3 separate regions of the Mus musculus genome follow, and all the other regions are linked to region 1. Evidence: chromatin contacts called from public ChIA-PET and Micro-C data. All regions are on one chromosome and are shown on one strand. The core of a region is the stretch at or near the end of the contact, and the rest is flanking DNA. Distances in the headings are between cores, read along the strand shown. Region 1 holds the start of Far1 (fatty acyl CoA reductase 1). Region 2 overlaps Rras2 (related RAS viral (r-ras) oncogene 2). Region 3 holds the start of Rras2 (related RAS viral (r-ras) oncogene 2).

Region 1 (2,700 bases), core at 75-2,574:
GCAACACACATATACTAATGTCTTTCTTAAGTGAAAATATTTTTTGTTTATTTAACTACAAAACTAGTCTCAAAAGTGAAAGCAACTGCCCAACAAGCATAAAACAAATTCCACTACATTAAAAAGATTGCTCATTCAGAACTGCACAACTACATTCACACAGTATCACTTCTGTTTTTGTAAGACACCTTGCACCATCCTCATGTCATATTACCCATCCATTATCCATCCCCAACCAGACTCTTTAAATGTTGCCCTTAGCACTTTTCTTTAAGAATTAAGCAATTTCCCAGTCCAAAAAAAAAAAAAAAAAAAATCAAAGAATACTTAATACCCATTACTTCTAAGAGCTAAGTTTGTGTGAGCTGTGGCTAAACAATCAGATGGATCATCCAGGGGACAGCATAAAGGTGAGCTAATGATCAGCCTCAGTAGGTAGCTACGTTGAGTGTTCCGAGCTGTCATCCTGAGATACTCTCTCTCAACTCTGTACTCCCAACTCACTCCACTGTTCACAAAAGATCCCCACCCTTGAGCAAGCACACAGAAATCCACCTTGACTGTTCCTTGTGTACTTTCCAAGAAACCAAATAACGCCTTCTAGTCAGACAGCCTCCATCCACCCCTCATCTAAAATCCACTCCTCGGACACCTTCCGGTTTCTGTGTGTACCTTCTCACACTCCACATGCCCTGTCCCCATTGGTCCAGAGACCTTAACCTTCAAACCCCAAACCAGTTCTCCATCTCTCAGCTGATTTCTCCGCAACGCCATTGATACCTACTTCCCAGAGGCCGATCCCACTCTGGAGCAGGGGCCTCCTCACTGGACGCCCTCTCCAGAGCATCACCCCTTTCCCATCACTTTCTTCCTCTCAATCCCAGGCCGCCACCCTCCTCCGTTAACTCGGGCCCCCACCGTGGCCGCCTCTGCGCGGCCTCCCCCCGCAGACGGAACCCCTGCCTCCCCGGGTTGCAGGCCAGGGGCCTCTAAGCTCCCTCGCCGCGGCCCTGGCAGTCGGGAGGGCGGCGGCCCGGCCACGCCGCGCAGGGACAGTCCCAGCAGAGGAGGCGCCCCCGCCTCCAGGCGGCCGTGGCGGGGCGGGGGCGGGGCGGTTCGCAGGCCCCACCTCAACGCAGCCCGGCCTAGGACTCCCGCAAAACGGCGGCCAAGTGCGGAGGGGCCGCGGCCGAGCCTGCGACAGAGCCCGTGCCGCTCACCTCGACGCGGAAGCTCGGGCCTCGCTCTCCCTTCAGCGATGGCTACGCCGTGGTCGCGCTCTCCTCACTCGCTTTTCACCGCCCCCGACCGGCTGCTGAAGAGCGGACCGACAGCGGTGCGCCCATTGGCTGAGAGCGCTATGGCGTCACGGGTCCCGACCGCGCCTCGGGGTCTGACTGGTTGGCGTGGCGCCTCTTTTCCACGTCTGCTCCTGATTGGCTCTTGCTCACACTCTTCCCGGGAGAACCGCTCACCCTCCACTCTTCTTCAGCCGCCCACCCCAAACCCCCCAGGCAGGACGGCCAATGGGGGAGCGGAGAGAGGCCGGGAAGTGGGCGGCTGGGCGGTGTGGTCGGGGAAAGCGCAGCCAATGGGCGCGCGCCGCACATCCCCGCTCAGCAGCGCCGCCCCCGGCCGCCCGCTTCCCGGAGGGTCGCGCCCTGGGCCACGCCCGACTACCCTGGCGCGGGAGCCCAGCCCACGCAAAAGGTGCGGGACAAGTGGCAGACGTGAGAGCCCGCCCCGCAGCCATCGCGGCGTGCTTGAGTACTGCCAACGTGCACCCTGGCGCTCCCCAGATGGGGCCGGCTACCCTCGGTCTTAACTGAGTGTGAGGATCCTCCCTGATAACTGCCAGCTTGGTTCCTTCGGAATGTGGAGCCAGCACTGTATGGACCTTCTGAAGGGCCCATCGGGAGGACTGGAGCCCGCGTCCATCCTCCCCGAGAGACTGTCCACCTAGTCCTTCCTCCTTCAAGACAATCCCGTGCAAGATGTAGGGACAGTGAGAGAAGTTTCAGCGTTGGAAGGTGGGGCGTGTGCTGAGAGCTAGGGTGCACGGGAACTTGCTGAGTGTCGCGAGCTAGAAGGTAGATACGCGTAGTTAGTATAACAAGTTTTATTTAGTTATGCTTTGGGTCTTCACACAATATAAACACTCTGAATTCCTAACTACGGTCCTAAGCCTATCTCCCGAGGCTGCTTACCTATGCGATGTATCTTGGCTGAAGGTCAGGTCCAGTCTCAAACAGAAATTTCTGATTCCAGGGGCAGGATCCTAGAAAAGATTCTCCAGCCACAGGGCAGATCAAAGTGGCATCTCTCCAGATGTGCAGAGCAGAGCATTGCTCTTAGTCTCTGCTTATATACTGTTCACTGGGCATCGTGGAGTTAGTTCTAGGACTATCTCTTGTTATCTTTGAGTGAGTGGTGTACGGAGTTATGGTTATCAGGTGCAGCCTTGAGTGTAGTGGGGATCCTGACTACACTATTTTTACATGCCTAAAAAACATTTTTCTAAAAAACTATGCTCATTACAATGTATGAGCTGGGAACCTGTTTTTTCTTGATGTGGTGGTGATTACCCGGGTGTATGAAGAAGATTCGTGGGGCTGTGTGCTTCATGCACGGTGCAATCATTTTGGAAAAAACTATTGCATCCTGGTTATAATCAACACCAGGCTTTAGCTGTCATTCAAA
Region 2 (2,700 bases), core at 190-2,689, 560 kb before region 1:
AGTCTTAGGTGACCCTGTGAGAAGGTGGTTTGGAGGAACCCCCCCACCCCAAGGTTGAGAACTGCTGCCCTTGGGGTTGTTGGAGTTATACCCCTAGGGGTAGTTGTGAGTCACCAGAGTGACTGAGGATCAAAATCAGACCCGCTGGAAGCTATGGAGTTTTACCACTGAGTCATCTTGGCTCTGACCCTTGGGTTGCCTTTGAAGTTCTCTTTATGTAGGCCAAATGGTGGGACCTCTAGCAGTCCTCTGAGAGCTTGGCCTTGTGGGTGCACACGCTGATCAGGCTGGGAATCTGCAGATCCATAGTGCAAGAGGGTGGAGTGGAGGGAACGGAAGAAGCTGCAAGGTGAGCTGCCTGGATGTCCTGACTGCTGGGTGGAGCCCACACAAAGCCACCTATACAGGGACGCCACGCACTGATGGCTAACTGACAGATGACGACTTGCACCAGGAGGGACCCATGAAAGCCTCTTTGATTCAGGGTTGAGAGTTGTAAGTAGGTTTCTCTAGAGCCTGAGAATTTTATGTCACACACCCCATTCTAGGGACTCTCCCAGGAAACCCACAGGCATTCATGAGAAAGAACATCAAAGTTGATTGGTGTGGTCTTTGACTCTATGCTCTCCTTCAGTTCCTACCCAGGAGCCAGAGATAATGTTGGTGTGGAGCAGGAGAGATGCATAATAAAGGACAGTGCTGCCTTGGCCACCCGTGTTTTACTGAGGCGGGGCTGGGTGGGGGGTTGCCAGGTGAGTGCCGGCAAATATGATCGAGACACCGGAAGAGGTGCATTGAATGTTGAAATTAGAAAGTTCCTGAAAACCACTTGAAGAAGATACTAGTTACAGAGTGAAGACAATGTGTGCTCTCTTGGATTCTGTTCAGGAGCAAGGAGCAACTTGTAGAAGGGCCTAGGGAGAAGTTTACATGTAAAGCCCAGCGGGGTTATTTATTTATACATGTCCCACGTGCACATTTGTGAAAAGGGGAAGTGAGGTAACAAGAGAGACACTGAGTTTTACTCAGTCTACCTCATGGCTCTGAAAACGGGTAAACAGGTAGGTGTTAATTACATGCTAATTATATATATACACATATATATATACACATACATACATACATACATACACACACACACACACACACACACACACATATAATCAGATATGCCCCATTACTCTCCTTCTACTGACTCTATTTCTCTTCCTACCTAGTCCCTCTTTATTTGCCTGTAGATTTTATTTTTATGACTCAGTGAGTTTCATTAGGTTGTTTACAGGATCCTAGGTGAGAAAGTAAGATTTTTTTTTTTTGAAGGTTAAGAGCCTTCTTTGTGGGCATGGCTGGAACCTTGCACCTTGTGCACTCTAGGCAAGCGCTTTACCACAGAGCTGCCCCGTCAGCCCCAGGGGAAGAGGCTGGCATGGGAACATGTGATCATTTTCCCGTGAGAGTGTGGGGTATATGCACTGTAATTTAATAGGCCTACTGTGTGTCATGTGTTGTGCTCTGTACACGTGCCCCCCCCTCCCCCCAAGGCAGTGAGGTTTTTTGTTTGTTTTTTTTCTGTCTCATAGGCAAGGAAGCTGAGGTTCAGACGCACACGAGCTGTGTGGTTTCCTACATGGAGGACAAACAGAGCTAATTTACCCTCAGTCTCTTTCTGCTTCTCTCCGCTGCCTACACACACACACACACACACACACACACACACACACACACACACGGGACAGAGGTGGGGAAACTCAGCCAGCGTGTCCCACACTGGGTGGGGAGAATAGAGGACATGGTGGTCACTCGAGACTGGCAGCCTGATTCCCAGGGGCAACGGTGTGGACTTCTGTTCCTTGGAAGAGGGAATGGGTCCTTGCACCTCTTATCTAGGAGGTTATCTTCCTTCTTGCCACATTTAAAGTAGACTTTGGGTTATGCCTACCTTATCCTTTTTAAAAGCAAGATTTATTTATGTATTTTCCGGGCCTGAACGCTTTGCTATCCGTGTGTATGGGCGCTGCATTTGTCCCTGGTGCTTCAGGAGGACAGACTTTTGATCCCTTGGAACAAGAGTTACAGATGGTTGTGAGCCACCACCACGTGGGTGCTGCAAACTGAACGCTGGTCCTCTGCAAGAGTAGCAAGTGCTCTTACCTGCTCAGCCACCTCTTCCGCCCTTGCAGAGTTATTCAGTTCGCCTAAGGGCTCAGGCATCTGTCCAGCGTGGCTTCTGGACTTGACTTTCAATCCCCTGACTGCATAATCATGCATCGTCTCGCCTTGCTGCCTGCAGCCAGCCTTTATAAATCCTCTAATCAAGAAACCAAGCAGCTACCAAATCTCAGGTTCTGCTCTATTTTGTCATAGGGAAATGTAAAACTTGTTCTGTGGGTAAAAGTGTCTGTAGGGCCATGCTGAATTTCAGTGTTCAGGGTAGGCTCTTAAGGACTTTGCATCTAGACTGTTTCAGAATCCCCTCCCAAGAGAACTGGGCAGGACCTCAAGAAGATGACAGGGGTGTGGGTTTATAAATCTTGCCTTTTCTCATATTTTTGGAAATATTCTTCCTTATTTTATAGGCCAATAGAAAATTTGGTATTCAGTGAATTTTTATTAAATAATAATTCTTAGGCTCTGATGACCTTATTAGCATTGGGTCTGAATTTAAACCGTAGTCTTCCTGCTTGTTTATTGAGTGGCCTT
Region 3 (2,700 bases), core at 119-2,618, 600 kb before region 1:
TTTGGGTGGGATGTCTGCTCGGCAGTGAAGGAACTGTGGAGGGCAGAGAACAAGTGTTGGGGGTTGCTTTTCTCCCTGCCTGTGGGTCCCAAAGATCAGGTCGGTAGGCTTGCGGGTGCGCCATCCACTGGCTCGGGCCCTTATTTGAGAGCTTATTTGGAAGCTGAGGCACAGAGCTTAAGTTCCCATCGCTATGCCATTAGCAAAGCAGGCAGGATTTGAACCAGTGTACCCTCTGAGAAGACCACAGCCTCCATCTTACGTGGCCTCTATAGAGATATCCCTACCACATCCAAGTCACACACAGTGAGTTTCTATTTATATCTGCAAGCTTGTAAACTCCCCCGAGAACGTTCAAAACCACACAACAGAATGTGTCCTTTTGCCATCTCTGGCTTCTGCATATCATGGTTTTCTTTTCTCTCTTTCATTCTTCCTATCTTTTCAGACTAGGTCTCACTCTTCCAGCCCTGGCCTGGAACTCACTATGTAGGTCAGGCTGGCCTTGAACTCTTTGAGCTTCCAGAATACTGGAACTAAAGGCGTGGGTTACCACACACGGCTCAGCTTGGTTTTCTTTCCCTGGAATACTTTTCTCCCATTCACTCATCTGTTTACAAGATTATTCCTCGGGTCTTTGGGAAAACCTTCTCTGACTAGCCAGCTCTGGGGTAAGTGCACCTTGGACCTCAGTGCTGAGCAGCTGTTGTTCTTACAATTATGTCTCACAAGGTGCCTATTGTCCCGGCTGCCTCCTCCTCTGGACTCTAAGGGCAAGGGCCTGATCATGTTCGTAGAAGCTGTGCTAGCAAGGAACACGCTCCTCCTAAAAAACATGTCACCAACCTGCAAATTTCTCACGACCCTCATACACAATTATCACACATTTTTTCACACATAGACATAGGAACAAAGATGTTACGCCCCAGATCTGTCCACATGCACTGTGGCCCCGTGCAAGCTCAATCACTACCCACTCTCTCACTGTCACTAGACTATCATATGTTCAGGTACCGCTACAGGTCTCATTTTCTTCAATCGCTGCCTTATACTTTTTTTTTTTTTAAACAAATACAGTCACCATCTGCATTCCGAAAACAGGGTATGGAGTTGAGTGAATATGACAACAGTTCTATTTTTCATCCACGCCATCACAGGCTGTTTCTTTCATGAACACGATCCCTGATTTATGCAATCACTGTCACCGCCGTCCATCTTCCCGGTTTCTTCCTTCTCCTCCCGGTGCTCTGAGGGCAGGTCTGCAGGGTCTGCTGCCTAGGGCGCTCCAGAGTCTCCGCCTGGGCGGGCGCGGCCTAGCCCCGCCCCCTCATGCATATGTAGTACCCCAGCCCAGCGGCCCGGCCCCCAGACGGCCATTTGTAGCGGTGCCGAAGGCTGCGTTCGGCTGCGCTGCAGATCCGCGAAGAAGAGCGCGCTCCCTGGCCGCTGCGTCCTCTGCCCTGGAGCCTTCCCGGCTCTCCAGCGTCTCGGGCAACTCCCAGCCGGTCCGAGGGATAGCGCTCCGCGGCCCTCCAGGCCACTCACGGACCCCGCGCGCTCTACCGCCTGTAACCCAGCCGGCCGCACTCGTCCCCGGAGCCGGGCCTAGGGCGCGCGGCGGCCGGGCTGGGCTCGGGGCGTCCCGATGGCCGCGGCCGGCTGGCGCGACGGCTCCGGCCAGGAGAAGTACCGGCTCGTGGTGGTCGGCGGTGGCGGCGTGGGCAAGTCGGCGCTCACCATCCAGTTCATCCAGGTGCCTGGAGACGGCCTGCGGGGTGGCGGCGGCGGCGGGGTGGCGCTACCTGTGGCCGCGGCGACCCCGCCCGGGGCGCGCGGGTGCGGGGCTCCGGCGCGTGCGGTGCGCGCGGGTGCGGTTTGCGCGGGGCCAGGGCGCGCGGCTGCGAGGGCAGGAACAGTGAGGAGTCGGCGCTGCGCTCCTGCCCTGCGGCCACGGCGCCGCGCTACTGCCCGCCAGGCGCCCGGCGCGGCGTCCGGGGAGTCGGGCTTCTCAGGAATGTGGCCCGGAGGGCGGAGCTGGCCGGGTGGGAAGCGCAGTTCCACCTTATCACTGCGGTCAGGGCGGGAGCCCGCGGGTTGCAGCCGCGCCGCGGTGCCGGGCTTCCTGCCCTGAGGGCCGGAGTGGGGACCCCGCGCCTGCCTCGGTGGCAGCGCTGGCCCGGGCTACTTGGCGGCGGCTTCGCGCCGCCGGCTCCCAATAGTGTTTTCTCTTTGTGTGTGTTTGAGCTTCTCTTACAAGTAGTCTGTTTGGTGGTACGTCCGGGTGGGAGTGTTTGATCGTGCCCTAGGGAAATAATGGCTTCGAGGAAGTTAAAAATGTGCTTTGATAGGGGCGAGACCATTTCCTTGGAATTCCCGGTGCCTGCCTGCTTCGCGCTTAGGTGAAGTTTGGGGTGAGCCCCGCTAGGAGGGGACGAGTATGAGTTGTGTGTTGCACCCTTCTCCCCCCCCCCCCCTATTTTCTGTTTGCTGGAGGAGGAAAGTCGGGTTGTGGCAAAGAAAAGGAAGGTGAAATTTGTCTTTAGATTTTATTCTAGGTTAAGACGCCCGAGTGATTTTCCTTTCTCTTCTTTTTGATTTTTAAAAGCAAATGCAGATCTCCTTGCTTTTGTCACCCTGAAAGGCGTGGCATATGTTGGGAAGAGAGCGCAGGTACCCTGCTAAGTAACAAAGGTATTTTTA

The links. Hi-C and Micro-C count contacts between places; a contact is called where the count stands out from the background. ChIA-PET counts read pairs in DNA pulled down with a chosen protein or histone mark.
Region 2: a contact with region 1 is called in an RNA polymerase II ChIA-PET map of memory CD8 T cells, with 12 read pairs. The contact joins the enhancer-like site here to the promoter of Far1 in region 1. A contact is called at or near these places in 11 of 115 datasets of contacts at active chromatin or transcription factors (the 230-238 cell line, astrocytes, bone marrow-derived macrophages and 6 more) and 2 of 9 other capture datasets (embryonic stem cells and liver).
Region 3: a Micro-C map of embryonic stem cells shows a contact between it and region 1, with 5 times the contacts expected there. The contact joins the promoter of Rras2 here to the promoter of Far1 in region 1. A contact is called at or near these places in 5 of 39 promoter capture datasets (the 3T3-L1 cell line, the C10 cell line, cranial neural crest and 2 more), 1 of 15 datasets of contacts at CTCF or cohesin (the NIH/3T3 cell line), 2 of 484 Hi-C or Micro-C datasets (both in embryonic stem cells), 4 of 115 datasets of contacts at active chromatin or transcription factors (astrocytes, bone marrow-derived macrophages, microglia and 1 more) and 1 of 9 other capture datasets (adipose tissue).

Annotation. Positions count from the first base shown.
Region 1 is chr7:113,512,458-113,515,157 of GRCm38.p6, reverse strand. It overlaps Far1 (fatty acyl CoA reductase 1), which reads right to left and starts at 1,324. Exons shown (of 13, transcript NM_027379.4): 1 at 1,221-1,324.
Region 2 is chr7:114,068,125-114,070,824 of GRCm38.p6, reverse strand. All of the region lies in intron 1 of Rras2 (related RAS viral (r-ras) oncogene 2), which reads left to right. Among named protein-coding and RNA genes, the nearest start is that of Gm51454, 33 kb to the right of the region's middle. Within about 2 kb of position 1,439, at least 89 of the 459 cell types and tissues checked have an H3K27ac peak or open chromatin away from gene starts, as enhancers often do. A contact at or near this core is called in the 230-238 cell line, memory CD8 T cells and pancreatic cancer cells, where this site is marked.
Region 3 is chr7:114,116,449-114,119,148 of GRCm38.p6, reverse strand. Rras2 (related RAS viral (r-ras) oncogene 2) reads left to right here and starts at 1,368. Exons shown (of 6, transcript NM_025846.2): 1 at 1,368-1,753. The coding sequence starts at 1,646.